Regions from separate parts of the Gossypium hirsutum genome. Here region 1 is linked to region 2. The links are chromatin contacts, called in public Hi-C maps. All regions are on one chromosome and are shown on one strand. Each heading gives the region's core, a stretch centred on a gene start, on an enhancer-like site or on the middle of the called end of the contact. The rest is flanking DNA. Distances are from core to core; before and after follow the strand shown. Region 1 holds the start of LOC107950909 (transcription factor bHLH18). Region 2 holds the start of LOC107950515.

Region 1 (4,968 bases), core at 268-2,767, 170 kb after region 2:
GAAGTTGTTTCACGTACTTAATTGCATCACCAAGAACTGAAGCTTTATCCATCTATAACAAAAACAGCAACGTATCTTGTCATGGAACTAACTTCTTAATTTTCATAAAGTAGAGGGACTAAACTCAAAATTAGACCCCGAAAGAAATTACTATGAAGAAAGATGTAAACTTTACCTTCTTAAGGCCAGGAACAATTGCTGAGAGAGCAATGAAACGCTGATTGAGCTTTTCTCTTCTTTTTCTTTCGGCCATTATATGATCTTGAGCATGTGAAGGGCTTCTCGTCATTGAATAACTCCTACTGTTTTTCGCCGTATAATTTGTGCTTTGAAATTGACCAAAATAGTTCATATTATTTCCTGAACATACAGTTTCATCTTTAGGCTTAACGATATTGTCGATACCGTAAAGCTGCTTAGAATTTGCAGGCAATGAAGCTGCTGGTTTCTCGAATGAAAGAATGTGAGAGGTCGGGGAAGAAGGTTTTTTTGGGACAGGGACATGGTCGATGTTTGTGATGGTGCTGGAGTTCCAACTGGTACCGATTTTCAGCTGTTTTATCGGTCTGTCGGAAGCTTCATTAATGGAGAAGACGCAGTTGTTTGTGGTGGTGAAATTTGGGTAGGAAGAATAGCTCTCAGAGGAAAATGATGATTGCTTGAAGTTCCCTCTGGTAAATGCTGTCGCCGTTATATCTTCACCGGCGGTAAGTTCGGCTAATGAGTTCACATGACATTGGTGGATGATGTCGTATTCATCCATTCCCTGGTCATCAAAACCCCAAATTAGATCATAAAATGAAAATGGATTACTCACACAATGGTCTCTAAAATTTCAAAATGTTTAAATTAAGTCTTCAAAGTATATCAATTTTTCTTCTATTTTATATGAAACATTTTTAAAATCCGTGTATCAAATTTTAAACAGATTGAATCTGACTAGTTTTCAATACATCATATCTAAATTGTCAAAGTAATATGTTTAACATATCATACCCAAATTGAAAGTTGAGTTATACGATACTGTCCTTTAAAAATTCAATTAAAACCTTTTGAAATTTGTGACTAACATACAATCCAAATCATACTTTGAAACATTTCATTAAATATTTCAAAAAATTTAAATATATTAAGCTCCTCTAAACATTTTAAAAATTTTAATTAGACCCTTTATTTTTTTATTGCAAATTAAGCCCCAAATGATGATATTATGTTAATCTTACCAGTTCAGACAACCATTTTGCTGATGAAGAGTCCATAGTTGTAGTAATTGATGAACAAAGATTATCCTGAAAAAATGAAATAAAGTATTATAATTGAAATTAAAACAAGAGTAAATAAATAAATAAACAAAAGCTGGAAAATCAAGAGATTAATGATATGATTATTTACCTTTATTACTTTTCTAGTAATAAATAAAATTGCAGCAAAATTCTGAATTTTTCTCTTTGTGGCTGAAAACTGGGAAAACAGACCTCACCACTCTTCCCTTCTTATACTTGCATATGTTGATCCATCAAATTCTTCGATCCCTAAGCCACGTTTGAAAACTTTTGTCCTTATCTTGAAATTAAACCATTATTTAATTCAAAAGCAAAATGAAGAGATTGAAAAATAAATGAAACGTGGGGACTGGTTAATAAAATAATCTCAACTTGATCCAAGAAGAGATTGCGAATCGATAAGGAGCAAGCAAAAATTAAAAAATATATATATTTATAAATTAAATAATTATTGAATTAGTCATTACTATCCCTGTCAAACATTTATAAATGTATTTTTTTTTGTTTATCAATATTTTAAATCAAATGACTATTTATTTAATAATTATAAGCCGAGAAAGTAAGTTAACTCTACTAACAGTTCGTGGGATCGAATGATAAAAGAACTCGATACTACTCTATTAACAGCTCGTGGAATTGAATGGTAAAAAACTCAATACTACTCTACCAGTAGCTCGTGGGATCAAATGGTAAGAAACTCGATGCTACTCTACTAACCACTCGTGAGATCGAATGGTAAGTAGCTCGACGCACTTAAGCAAACTATCAATCTCGGAAAAAGAAAAATGACTACCTCAAACATTAATGCTGCTGAGTGCTGTTCATCATCCATACCTTGCGTTGTAGTTATTAAAATTAATGGGTGGATGATCCAATCCAGGGTGTGAACACCCATCACAATAATTGCTATTTTTCTTTTTCGTTCATTGACTCACATGTGTTAAGAAAAAAATGAGTAATTTAATATCCGTCTTTAGACTAAAGAGTAAACTAGTTTTTTTTTTAAATTTCATCTAAATCTAGTGATAAAAACTAGTATAGCTAACAAAATAACTAGACAACACGCCATGTATAACTCATGCTGACGTATAAAAATCAGCTTTTAATTGTAGAAATATATGAAACTTTTAACAAAAAGATCAGTTTGCTCTTTAATTTACCATACAATAACTTTACTTGTTTTTTAAGTAAATAAAATAAAATGTAATCCGTCTTTCGATACAAAAATCTTTGTATCAATGATTGAATCAAATACTCGAACTGAAATAACAAATCATATATAATTTGGGAAATATATTTGAATTGAAGCTCAAAATAAGATCTTTTAGGAAAAAATTAATTAATATTAATTAAGTGTTAAAGAAAACCCAATACATCAATTTCTAAATTAATCATCAATCTTTAAATTATTTTAAATGAATCATTTCGTCAGCTTAACCATTAATTTTTATATTAAAGGGGAGTTTAAATATAAAGTAGAACTTATTTAAAATATATGAATTAAATTATAAACACGATGAACAATATAAAATTAATTCATTTCTTTTATTTCTTTTATAGTTCATGAAAATTATTTTTTTTCAAGATTTATAACTACTCTTTAATAATATTATCTCGAGGGTTCAAATCTAAATTATTTTTTCGAGAATACAATGTGCCACCGAACACTTATTAGTAGCAACTTAATTTATTTATTGGTCTACGAATTGCACTTTGTTACAAATTGGACATTGCCCCACCTGCTGATCTCCAAGATCTTTTTGCGCCTGTTCCTAAATTAAATTGCCAATTCGCCAATCCACTATTTTGATCAATTCAATTCATTGATTTTAAAAAATTAATATACTAAAAAACCCTTAAATTACTATACTTTATTCAAATAAGCCCTTATCCTTTTCTTATACCAAAATAAGATCTGTTCTTATTCATGAAAACCCTTAATTTTAAGGTAAAAAAAGATTTTAATTTTTAATCTATTTATTATTTCATGCTAAATTACTAATGTGGTATTATCACATAATAAGATTTTGTTAATTTAAAAAAAAATAGTTTTAACACATATCACAATTTTATTTAAGACTATTTTGTGTAAAAGTTTAATCATGTGCAAGTTCATGAGCTTTTTGTGAAAAAGGTTCCCAATTTCCTTAAACAAGACCCAAAAAGGAAAAAGACTAAAAAATCAATTTTAGATTAGGTATTAATCATAGATTGTAGGGGTAGATTGAGAAAGAATGAAAATATTTTACTAGAAAAAAATAATAATAATTTCACATGCACTGATGATTCTATAGCATTTATCCACAGTATGTAAAACTATTAGTTGATATATCTACAAATGATTAAATTCAAAGCTGAAAGGGGAAAAAAGTGTAAAATTAACAGCAAAATACCTCTAAATAGGATGCCAGCTTCTTATTCATCTACCTTCTCCGAGACTGGCTTCGAAAACTTATATCTTCACGTATTCCTTAGTTGCAAACTCACCATTTGTCGATGTAGACCGGGACGTATAAGAATGCCACCATATTTTTGTGTTTGTTCCCACTTCTGATTTCGTTTATGTTTATGTTTATGTTTGCGAGCCGTGGACTTCAGCATGGAGGTCTGAAATTAGAGTCTTGGACTTCAGCAGGACCCTTATCTCCATTTCCATCAGGCAATGTCTTCATATCGACCATTGGGTTCGGAGAGACTTGAGTTTCATTTTCATCAGTACACTTGTCGACACTTGGTAGGAAAATACCTGTCAAAGAACAACAATAACAAAAATCTTGATTAAAATCCGAGTATCGATTTAGTACAGCTCAAGAATCAAAGAATGTTCGACCCTAAACCGGCAATCCTAGGAAAGAAAATGTTGGCCTTGAGTTCACATGGAAAGAGATTACTGCCCAAATTTAAAGCACACGGATTGTTACTCTTAAACCAGGAACAGAAAAGACTTATTAGTACTTACCTATAAACCAGAATCCGGCAGCAAGGACGAAGATCGATGTGAGCATAAGTGTAGTTGTCCTCCAATTGTTAATATGATCCTGCTCGAAACATCACTGGTCATAATGATGCTATAAATTTTTTAAATATTTTAGTTCCCCCGACAATTTATAGGACAACTTCAAGGCATGCTATGTTAGTCAAGATAAATGCATCTATTTGGTAGCGGTTGAAAGTGATCTACCGAACTAAGCAGAAAAAACTGTGAAACAGCATAGCAATGAGAGTAAAGAAATCTACCACATTAAAACACGTCCCTACACAAGCTCAGATGTAAATAATTGCACCTGGACAACCCCAAAAAGTGGGGAGGATGGCACGTCACCGAAAATGTGAATCGAGACAGTAGACATGGCCATAGCTAATGGTCTCAAACTCGGTTCGACACAATGAAGACACACAAAATTGACTGGAGCCTGCAAAAACGATTTTTGATGAGAAAATGACTAGGAAAACGGCATAACTGGCAGAAAATTCATGATAATACTAGTCCAAAATAATAAATACGGTTCCAGCGCCAATGTATCCATTACAGGGAGAAATGTACAGCAGAAATGTTCTTTCTATTATCAAACTGAAAATATGAAAATGTGGTCCGATTTCTATAAACTATTAAGTTATAGTTGCGGTTCCTACACCTGCACAAATACAAAATGTAATACATTGAAGAAAAAAAAATGTTGGAATC
Region 2 (4,713 bases), core at 2,054-4,553:
AGGAGATAGTCGGTCAACGTTTCTCCAAGTATCGTAGGAACTGTCAAATTTGTCTTTAGGAAACTATGTAAAACAAGCATCAACATTTTATAAAACTCGATTCTTTATTCGATTTCTGATCTTTCATGATCATATTTATTTAATTTATTTTTCATATTTGGTATTTTAAATATAAATATTTATTTTATTTTATATAAATATTTATTTATATTCATATTTGTTGACTAACTATTTTGCTACATTCAGTCACCACAACATGTGAATATTTATGTCTAAATACAGTAATGTTTTTAATAAAAAGAGATTGAGCAAATCAACCAATTGATATTTTATTAAAACTTTTTTATTCTTATTGCATGTTCTATAAAGCCACATTTTTCGCTTTTAGCTGTGAGTTGCATCAGGTCTATTTATTGTGTGACGTGTTATTTCACATGTTATTTATCAGTTAATAATACTTATAATAAATTTCTTAACTGATTTACAGAATATAGACGATTAGTTATTAGGTTCATTCGAATAATTATTTTAAAAAAATATGTCGTTAGTCCTCATACTCTATAGAATTTAAAACTTAATCCTGTTAAAATTTTACTTATTTTACTTTTTCAATTAAAAAATTCTAGTTCAATCATTTTTGTCGTTGAAATCTATTAGTATAATATGTTTATTTTTCGTCAATCATATACCATGTTGCTTAAAAGGCAACCTAATCAATATAGCAAATTAACAATTTTTTTGGAAAATATTTACAATTTTAATGATTGTCTTGGAATTTTTAAATAAAAAATATATGAACTAAAACTTAAATTTTATCAAAGTAGAGGGACTACATATTTTAACCAATAGATAATATTCATACCAATTACACTATAAGCATAAGTGATGAAAATTTGAACAAAGCGAAACTAATCCGAAAAGGAGTTAAGATCCGCTCTTACTTTTTCATTTATTAATATTCAATACAATGATCATCGTCATTTAAATGTGTAAGACCCATGTAGGACTCATCTATTAAAAATGAAAATCAACATGTGAACGATGATCAAATATGCATGGATATTAATGGATAAAAAAGTAATAGAGTGGAGTCAAACCTTTCGAATAGAACAAGACAAAACCGACACATAATGAAAATGGGACCCACATATTGCAATTATAAATTGTACGACTTGAACTTGGACCTTCAAGGTTTGGAACCTTAACGTTTGCTAACTATGTTAAGGCCTCATTGGTTATAATTGACATTATTTTTATTTGCTCACTTTTAAATAATAGGTTTATAAGTTTAAAAAAGCCCTTAAAATGTAAAAAAAAATTAATTATTAAGCTCCTATACTAAATTCACACTCAATTAAGCCCCTACCATTAATTAAAATAATCAATTAAGCCCCTCCATCAAAGATTTTGTCATTGACCACATTGACCGTTAAAATAAATTGATAGACCAATCGGATGGTAACACGTAATAGCTTCTAGTTTAATCTAATATTTTCTCATAAAAATATTTAAAAATTAGAATAAAAATTATAAAAATAAAATTATTAATATTAAAATTATATAAACTTCTAAAAATTATAAAAAAATATATAAAAATAATAAATTATAATAAAATAATAAAATATTTTTTAAAAATATTTAAAATTTTATAAAAATTTTAAAAATCATAAAAATTTGAATTGGACCGGATCAGTTTATTGGACAGATTAGACTGAAATCGACAAAGATATCGGTACAGAGAAAGTTATTAAACTGATTAACTTAGGAATTGGACAATTGAAACGATTTTTTATTTATTTAATGGAACCAGATGGATCTATCAAGCTGATAAATTAGTGATTTGATCGATTCGGCTATTAGTCCGATTTTAAAAATTTTAATTAGAATATTTCATTTTGATATATAATAATGGTTAGAAAAAGAGATTTTGATACGATAATAAAATTTAAAAACATTAAATTACCGATCACCGACTTTAACATATGGGTGTTGACATTTGACATGTGGCCTAATTTGGGGGGAAAAAAGTGAATAATTTTTGTTTGATGTTTCAAATAATGAGTTTATAATACTTACCACCTCCCGATGTTGAGTTCTCTTCCAAATTGACAGCGATTGATGCGGCCAACTCAGACAGAACGACACAGTTTAATATCTGTGTGCTTTTCACGCGCTTTTAAGAGTGTGAGCAAAAACAGAAAGAGTGAGATTGGCAGAGAGATGATGAGTTTAATTTGTCTAATATATTTTTTGTTATCTAACTATAGTATAAATTCTAAATTGGTCCTCACATTTTAAAATATTCTAATTGAATCCTTAAACTACAATAGCATATCAATTATGTCTATGTCAACCTAGAAATTAGCTTAAATGTTATATTTAAAATAATAGATCAATTTATAAAAAGACATATTTACAGTTTGAATTCATGTATTTTAAATCAATTGACATTTATTGTCTAAATAAACTGAAGGATTTTGTTGATATAATATTAGTACTTTGAGTTGATTGAGTCTTAGTTCAGTTGATATCGATATTATTGTTAGTGTAGGAGGACATGGGTTCGAGTATGCTAAAGTGTATTTATCCTCTTATTTAAGGGTTGGATGGGATTATGAATAGTTTTAGGTATTGTATAAAAAATATAAATATTTTGAGATTTATTTACAATTGGATCCATGTATCTTAAATATTCTTCACATTAGATCTAAACTAACATTTAATGTTTAAATTAGCGATTAAGTTGACAAATTTTTTTTTTGGGGGGTTGAGATAAAAAGCTTTGATTCATACAATATATACTTTGATATAGGAGTGCAGAGAGGGAGGCATGCAAAGCCCTAGCCCCTCTAAAATGAAAATTTATTGATTTAGTCCCCTAAAATTTACAAAATCTTAAGTTATATTTTACCTCGTCCCAAAATGCTAATATTTTGATCTAGTTCTTTTGAAAACCATAAAGATATAAGTTAACATTAGAATAAATTTGTATTTTAGCTCTTATAAAAAAATATAACTTAATCTCAGCCCCTAAAAATATATAAGCTAATATTACAATTGGGTCCACCTGTTTTAAATATTATTCACATCAAATGTGAGCTAGTATTTAGCACCTAAATTGACAATTAAGTTAACAGAAGGACTAATTTAAAGTCTAATCAATCCTTTAAGGACTTTTGATTAATTAATCATTTTTAGCTAAAGAATTTTTACACAATTACCCATGATGGATTCTCGATCGATCTAAAGTAAAGTTTTAATCTTTAACTTATATATTCAACTAAATTAATAATTTTTAATATAAAAAATACAAACTTTAAATGTAAACAAATTATATAGACATTTAATAAAAATGTAGACACTTTTTAAGAAGCACTCCATATGAACATATATGTGGTGTTGATAAAAAGGCACTGTTTCCACATTTCCAGATCCAAGTTCATTCAGCCACCGACACTCAAAGTTTCCTAATCTCGAAGTCAAGTTTTTTTCTGTCTTCTTTAAAATTTTCCTGGAAACTTAACCATTCTCGGGATTTCCCAAGAAAAGTTAAAGTCTCTCCTTCGTTAGTTTTAGTTTCCTTTTGGGGGATCATTTGGATTCTGGGTAAGTGTATCAATGCTTTCTGAATTTAATTTTCAAGTATTAAAAATGGGTTTGCTTTAAAAATGCAAGCTGTTGATCTGTTTCAGATTATAATCCACTTTTCGATCCTGCATTTTATTCCTTTTCCACTACCATTACTGCAAAAAAAAAAGTTGCTGTTTTTTTTCTTTTCTGTTTTTGTGCTTTATTAATAGTGATCTTTGTATTTTTGTTAGCTTAAGGTCTAATATTTACTTCTTCTTTTTTTTTTGGAATTTTCTCTTTGGACTGGATTAGTGTAATTGTTGTTATTATTAATATGCTGGGAAGTGAAAAGTTGAATTGAATATCAATGATTTTAAGTTTTGTTCATAATAAACTACTACTTGAATATTTAGTTCATGGGTTGATCTGGATTTTTCATTGCATAAACACTGTCGATTTGATTTTTTGCATTAATTTCTTTCATATGATTCATTTTCGGCTTTATTGCAAACTTCTAGTTGATGAAATGTTGTGGTATTATTAAGTTGAATTATATGAATATGTCGGATTTTGAAGAATTTCGATGTTTTTCTGATGTTTTGCCGACAGGTTAAATCGAAAGGAAGTCCGACATGTTCCGGCTTTCACCTGGTAGGAACCAAAGATCGAAAGGATTGAAGGTGAAGCATGCTCTACAAATATGTGTTCTTGTTGGTATTTGCATTTGGCTGCTTTACCAAGTTAAGCACTCCGGGGAGAAGAAAGCGATTTATGAGAAATCTGGGAGCGATGTTGTCAAGTTGGGGCGAAAAGACTTCCCTCGATCGGAAGGGATGACTGTTACAGATGCACGGCATAAGGAGGAAGAAGAGGAAGAAAGTAAGAATGGAGAAGAAGATAATAAGCCTGAGGTAACCGAAGATGAAGGAAATGGGGAAGTCAGTGGGATGCATGAGCATGATAATGAGAAACCCGAGGAGGGAACCGAGCATGAAGAACGTAGGAACGACGATAACGAAGAGACTATGGAAAATGAAAACAAAGGAAATGAGGAGACTCGTGAAGGCGATAATGAAGAGAAAGAGAACATCGAGGATAGTCGAGAAAAGGAAAATAAAGGGATTGGGGAAGAGAGCAATGAGA

Evidence for each region. A called contact is a pair of places that touch in the nucleus more often than the background predicts.
Region 1: a contact with region 2 is called in a Hi-C map of leaf, with 2.1 times the contacts expected there. The contact joins the promoter of LOC107950909 here to the promoter of LOC107950515 in region 2. A contact is called at or near these places in 5 of 34 Hi-C or Micro-C datasets (callus and leaf).

What each region holds. Positions count from the first base shown.
Region 1 is chrD03:3,674,949-3,679,916 of Gossypium_hirsutum_v2.1, forward strand. It overlaps LOC107950909 (transcription factor bHLH18), which reads right to left and starts at 1,518. Exons shown (of 5, transcript XM_016885820.2): 1 at 1,393-1,518; 2 at 1,224-1,289; 3 at 176-766; 4 at 1-52. The coding sequence starts at 1,259. It overlaps LOC107950506 (probable sphingolipid transporter spinster homolog 2), which reads right to left. Exons shown (of 16, transcript XM_016885360.2): 14 at 4,568-4,696; 15 at 4,243-4,321; 16 at 3,508-4,029. The coding sequence ends at 3,878.
Region 2 is chrD03:3,500,998-3,505,710 of Gossypium_hirsutum_v2.1, forward strand. It overlaps LOC107950515, which reads left to right and starts at 3,304. Exons shown (of 2, transcript XM_016885374.2): 1 at 3,304-3,606; 2 at 4,180-4,713. The coding sequence starts at 4,203.